Linked DNA regions of Macaca mulatta: region 2 is linked to region 1. Evidence: chromatin contacts called from public Hi-C data. All regions are on one chromosome and are shown on one strand. The core of a region is the stretch at or near the end of the contact, and the rest is flanking DNA. Distances in the headings are between cores, read along the strand shown. Region 1 overlaps USP2 (ubiquitin specific peptidase 2). Region 2 overlaps LOC106993502 (a long non-coding RNA gene).

Evidence for each region. A called contact is a pair of places that touch in the nucleus more often than the background predicts.
Region 2: a Hi-C map of sperm shows a contact between it and region 1, with 2.4 times the contacts expected there. The contact joins two enhancer-like sites. A contact is called at or near these places in 8 of 14 Hi-C or Micro-C datasets (blood, cortical neurons, fetal cortex germinal zone and 4 more).

What each region holds. Positions count from the first base shown.
Region 1 is chr14:120,057,554-120,060,127 of T2T-MMU8v2.0, forward strand. The region is part of intron 2 of USP2 (ubiquitin specific peptidase 2); the gene reads right to left. LOC106993502 (a long non-coding RNA gene) reads left to right here. Exons shown (of 8, transcript XR_013404341.1): 4 at 1-1,706. Among named protein-coding and RNA genes, the nearest start is that of USP2, 14 kb to the right of the region's middle. Within about 2 kb of position 1,293, at least 9 of the 40 cell types and tissues checked have an H3K27ac peak or open chromatin away from gene starts, as enhancers often do.
Region 2 is chr14:120,140,454-120,143,027 of T2T-MMU8v2.0, forward strand. The region is part of intron 6 of LOC106993502 (a long non-coding RNA gene); the gene reads left to right. Among named protein-coding and RNA genes, the nearest start is that of THY1, 41 kb to the left of the region's middle. Within about 2 kb of position 1,303, at least 5 of the 40 cell types and tissues checked have an H3K27ac peak or open chromatin away from gene starts, as enhancers often do.

The sequences.
Region 1 (2,574 bases), core at 43-2,542:
GGAGCAGGGAGGGCCAGAGGCAAAAGCTTTAGTGTGGGAGCACTTTGAGAAGTCTGGGGTGGGAGGAGAGAATCCACACAGGGTCCAGTCTAGTCAAGCAGGTCTGACTGCTGCAGGACACGGCCACAAAGGACCTTGGCTCATCTCTCAGCCAGCCAGGTCTCTGTGAGACCCTTTCTCTTCACTGCCATTCTTGGAGTGGGATGGATACAAAGGATAGAGGCTTCTGGCATCTGAATCCGGCTCTGGCTCAGTGACTCTCTGTGCTTCAAATACACTAAGCTAATCTGAGCTGGGCTCATTCCTGCATCCGGACTGCTGTTCCTCAGAACCTGGGCTTGGCCTGCTTCCCCTGTAGGATAAGTAATTGTTTTCACCTTAAGTCCTTCCTGGCATGAGATGGAGTGATATAAATGAAAGTCAGGGCTAGCTCTATGAGGGCTGGGACTGAGAGTATTCTGCTTCTCTTAGATCTGCGTGGGCAGCTTGGGCCAGGGTTTGGGGACACTGCTGGGGCTAAGGCAGATGTCTCAAAGCCTGGCTCCCAGCATGTGCCTGCGATTACCACAGCAAATGGACAGACCGGTGGCCTGATTGATTGATGGATGAAAAGGTAGGGGCTCTGAGTCCTTGTTAAGGGTTGGGCTTTTGCCCCACAGTGCACCTTGGGGAGAGAGGGTCAGCCTATCCTCCCCACTCTGTGTAGGAAGGTCTGCTTCCCTGCATGACATGGACCCCAAGAGGCCAAAAGCTCTGCACTCCTTTGAGGCCAGGCAGTCTGGCCTGAACCAGCTGGATTCCAGAGGCCCACACACCTCCTTCTTTTGCATATATCTCTGTCCGGGGTGCTGGTTTTATGTATATATTGAGGTGAGAAGGTACAAGGGGCCACGTGTGCAGCTGTGGGCTCTGAACATGGCGTTCATTTCTGCAGCCGGTGGTCAGTGGAGCGGCTCCCCCAGGGGCAAGGAACATTTTGCCAGGCTTGGATTAACTTCTGCATTGCTGAGCCCCACCCCAGCACCACATTAACTCATGAAGACATCCTGGAGTGGGGGTGGAGGAGGAGGCGGGAGGATGGTGCTGGGCACCGATTGAGAAATTGAGCCTGGATAAGGCAGCACCAAGGCTAACAGCCAGGATACAGCCCACAGCCGGTCTGCAAGGGATGGCGACATCAGTGTCTTGCTGATTCTAGTCACAAGCCACAAACCCACTGCCCTTTCCTTCGCAGCAGCTAGGATAGCTCCTGGTCGAGGGGTCCCTCTGGCTTAAGGTCCTTTAGTGACCTTCTCATGCTGCCAACACAGATTCATGACTTCAGGAAGTTCAACCTCCTCAGGGTGGCTGAGTGAACCTGGTTTTGTGGGAGTAGGCGAGGACAGACCCCAGGATCTCAGGCTGCCAAGCTGGACAAACAAGGCAGCAGGGATGCAGGCCAGTATGGCTGCGTGAACGGAGCGAGAACACGAGGAACGAGAGGCGAGTTGTACTTCTCACCTAGGAGCTCCAGGACAGCCCCTGCTATCCGCAACTTGTTCTCTTTGGAGTAACCTCCGCTCACTGCAGGGCAGCATTCAAGTCCAAAGTCCCACCCGAGGGAAAAATCACATGACCTCAGCTTATATAATCTCTCTGTCACTGAACAGCTGGAACCCAAGGCTTCTGAAGATGAGTCAGCAGCCCCAGTGGCAAATAGGACCCAGGTATTCAGTTTCCCAGACCTTTTGCTCCTAGAAACAGGTCCTGGAGCAGAGGGTAAGGGTGTCGAAGAGACTGGGTGGGTGAGAATAGGCTGGGCCAGACTCTGAGCCTCAGCCCTGGCTCTGCGTCCGAGTTGCAGGTGCCCAGCTTGCTGACTGTGCTCTGGAGGGCCCTGGGCCAACCCCTGGCTCTTCTTGGGGAGAGGAGAGGGTAGCCTGGGCAGGGCGGGGCAAGGGCTGGGCAGAGGCCAGCGGGCAGAATGCCAGGACTAGGGAGGAGCAGCTGGAGGGGTGGAGCAGAGGGGGATTAGGAAGGATTGTAGGGGTTAAAGCGCAGCCCTGGCAGGGCTCAGTGGGAACAGCTTGTCCTTCCATAGGCCCTGGGAACAGGAGAGGTGGGGCGGAGTGGGGAGATGACAGGGTTGGGACTGGGGCTCCTGGCTCTCTGCAGGGCTGAACCACCTGGACTGACTTGGAGTCCCCACTGGGGGTAGTGAATGCTTTTTTTTCCACCATCACTTTTCCTCCTCTCTGCATTTTAAGCAGAAGGTGGAGTCTCAGGAGAGGCCCTCGTTATACAAGTGCTGAGCTGCACCCCCCTGGCCTGGCATTTTGTTGGTGCTTACACAAGCATGGGGAGGGGATAATTCTGAATTTATGTGGTGCCCCCTCCCCCCCGCCCCTGCCAGCTCTGTACTCATGCTCAGCTGAGTCTGTGATATTCAAAGGTTCGTTTTGAATGTTACTGTTAATGAGGGAAAGAAGTCTGGCTAGAACCGTTCTCCCTGGTCACAGCCTGCTGTTGACCTCCCTTAATGAATGCCAGCTGTCGCTCCGGTCAGCTACCCTGAGAACCCCCTGGGACACAGGA
Region 2 (2,574 bases), core at 53-2,552, 83 kb after region 1:
CAGGGACATATGTTAAGATGTTATCTTTAGTTTCTATAGGGAACCAAACATCTGACCCTAACTTTCTTGGCTGTTATTTTTAGTTATTATTACCTTCTTGCTTATCAAGTTGTTTATTTATGTCTCAGGACTAGCTAGGTCCCTGAAATTTCTCTTGAAGGAATTCAAGATTTTCCTTTATTTCCATGCTTGGGGGGCCTGTAGGTCCCTAAAAAAGGGGTCCTTGCTCCATCTCAACTGTAATAATATCTAAAGTACAGGGTCATTGGAAGAGTAAATGGCATGGCATATGAGAAAGCTTTTGGCACAGTGCCTGGCATCTAGTGACTGTCAACAAAATAATGTCCCTTGCATTCTCTAGCTATATGACTGGCAGCCAGTAGGCAGGGGGAGGGGCTGGGTGAGGGTCTCTGGGCAGGAGCTGGTAGGAGGCTGTCTCTCCAGGCCTGGACAAAGGGAATGCAGGTGGATGGAGGGCTGGGGACACTGTGGGGAGGGTCACTGGCACATCAGGCAAATAAATGGATGTGGAAGCCTGGGGCACCCTCTGCATCTGAAAGGAGAGGGGAGCAGGGGGTGGATTTGAGGTCATCCCGGGAGGTGACGGCGTGAGAAGTGGATCTAGGACAAAATTCTGGAGAACATCGTATTTGAGTAGCTGGCTGAAGAGAAGTCAGAAAAGGAATACAGGGAGAAGCAGGAGAGGCCACATCATGCAAGCTGAGGGCATGGCTGTGGCTGGCACCGGGCACTGTGGAGCAGTCGGCAGGAAGCTTGTGTCACTGGACCAGGCTCCAAAGGTCATGGCCGTCTTTGTGGTGCGGCTGGAAAAGCAAGGGCCCAGAGGGCACCGGACAGACTGTTGAGAAGATTCAAGGTCATGGGAGGAGGGCTTAAGAAAATGAAGTGCTGTGTGCAGGTTCTATGCCTTGGGGAAGGAGCCATGGGCTGAGAGCAGCTTTGAAGTGGGGAGAGGGGAGGAAGGAGGCAAGAGGCAAAGGCTGAAGGTTTCGTGGGCGGGTCAGGCAGGGAGTTAGTGGGGGCTGCCTGGAGGGTCCCAGTTGTCTCTGAAGGAGCAAAGACTTGAGCTGCAGCTTGACGGAGGGAAAGCATTAAACAGACAGGCCAAAGGACATCGTAGATTAGGATGAGGAGGAAAAGGAGGGACGAGGTGTGGAGGTGGAAAATTGGTTAGAAAGGGAGGGGATGAATTGCGGAGAGATAGCCTGACAGCGCAGGACCAGCATGGTAGCGAGGGAAGGAGGATAGCGTATCACTGGCCAGGTCTGGTCACTCCCTAAGGGCTGGGGCCTTGCAGGCCAGGAGGTGACTCTGTGGGCCGGAGAACCCTCCCAGTGCACTCAGGTGGGGTGGCTGCCACGGGAGATGGGCAGGGCCCCTCCTTGCAGACTGGAGGCAGGGCCGAGTTGTTGAAACGGTCCCTGATAGTTTGCTTTTCTGCCTTCTCTCTCCTCCTGGATTCGTGGTTTGTTTGTTTTGGCTTCCCCTGCACCACTTCTCCCCGCACCCCACAGTCTCTGGAGACTGAGCCAGGGTCTCCATGTTGCAGTTACATCTCATGTATTTAATTTGGCCCCCTTAATAAACAGAGGGTGGAGCAGAGGCTGTGAGAGAAGGATGGAATTAAAACCACAGCCTGGAGTAATGAGATCTCCGTTTGGCCTCCTTCCCTTCTTTTCCCACTCCCAGGCTCTGCTCCTCTACCCTCCTTTCTTGGAGAGAAACACAGCTCTGCTTGCCTAATGGAAGTCAGTGGGAAAATTCTGTTCACATTCCATATATAGTCGTCACTCAGTATGTGTGGGGGATTAGCTCCGGTACCCCTCACAGATACCAAAATCCACAGATGTTCAAGTGCCTGATATAAAACGGTGTCGTGTTTGCATGCAGCCTCCTGTATCTCTTAAATCACACATCCTCCTGTATACTTTAAATCATCTCTAGATTACTTAGAATACCTAATACAATGTGAATGCTATGGAAATAATTGTTATACTGTATTATTTACAGAATAATGACAAGGAAAAAAGTCTGTACATGGTCAGTACAGATGCAGTTTTTTCCAAATATGTTCAATCCTTGGTTGGTTGAATTATGGACACAGAATCCATGGATATGGGGGCAGACTCTATAACCTTGCTGGCATAAACCCATTCCACGGTGAGAGAGCTTTGAGGAGTGGAATCTGTTTATGAATGTATTTATAATCACATTTGGATGACTGCAGGCTTGCTCTTGGGCAGAGCGAAGTTGGGCTGTAAAAAAGGATGGGAAGATTTTCCCATCAATGGAAAACTCCCTGTTTGCCCTGACCCTTAGAGAAGGGAATGGCAGAAAGCTCTGAGTGATGTGGCCTTTGGGAGACCTCATGGTAGGGAAAAGCCAGGGAGCAGATCTGAGCTGCAGGGAGACGATCTGTACAGGAACTGACTTGTAATAAAATCAAATCTCAATTCTCCAGGCTTAGCGTTTACGACTCAAGATTGGATTCTGAAGTCTCATTCGTCTTCCGGGATTCTGCTCCCCTTGGCTCTCTGATACAGAGCTCTATGG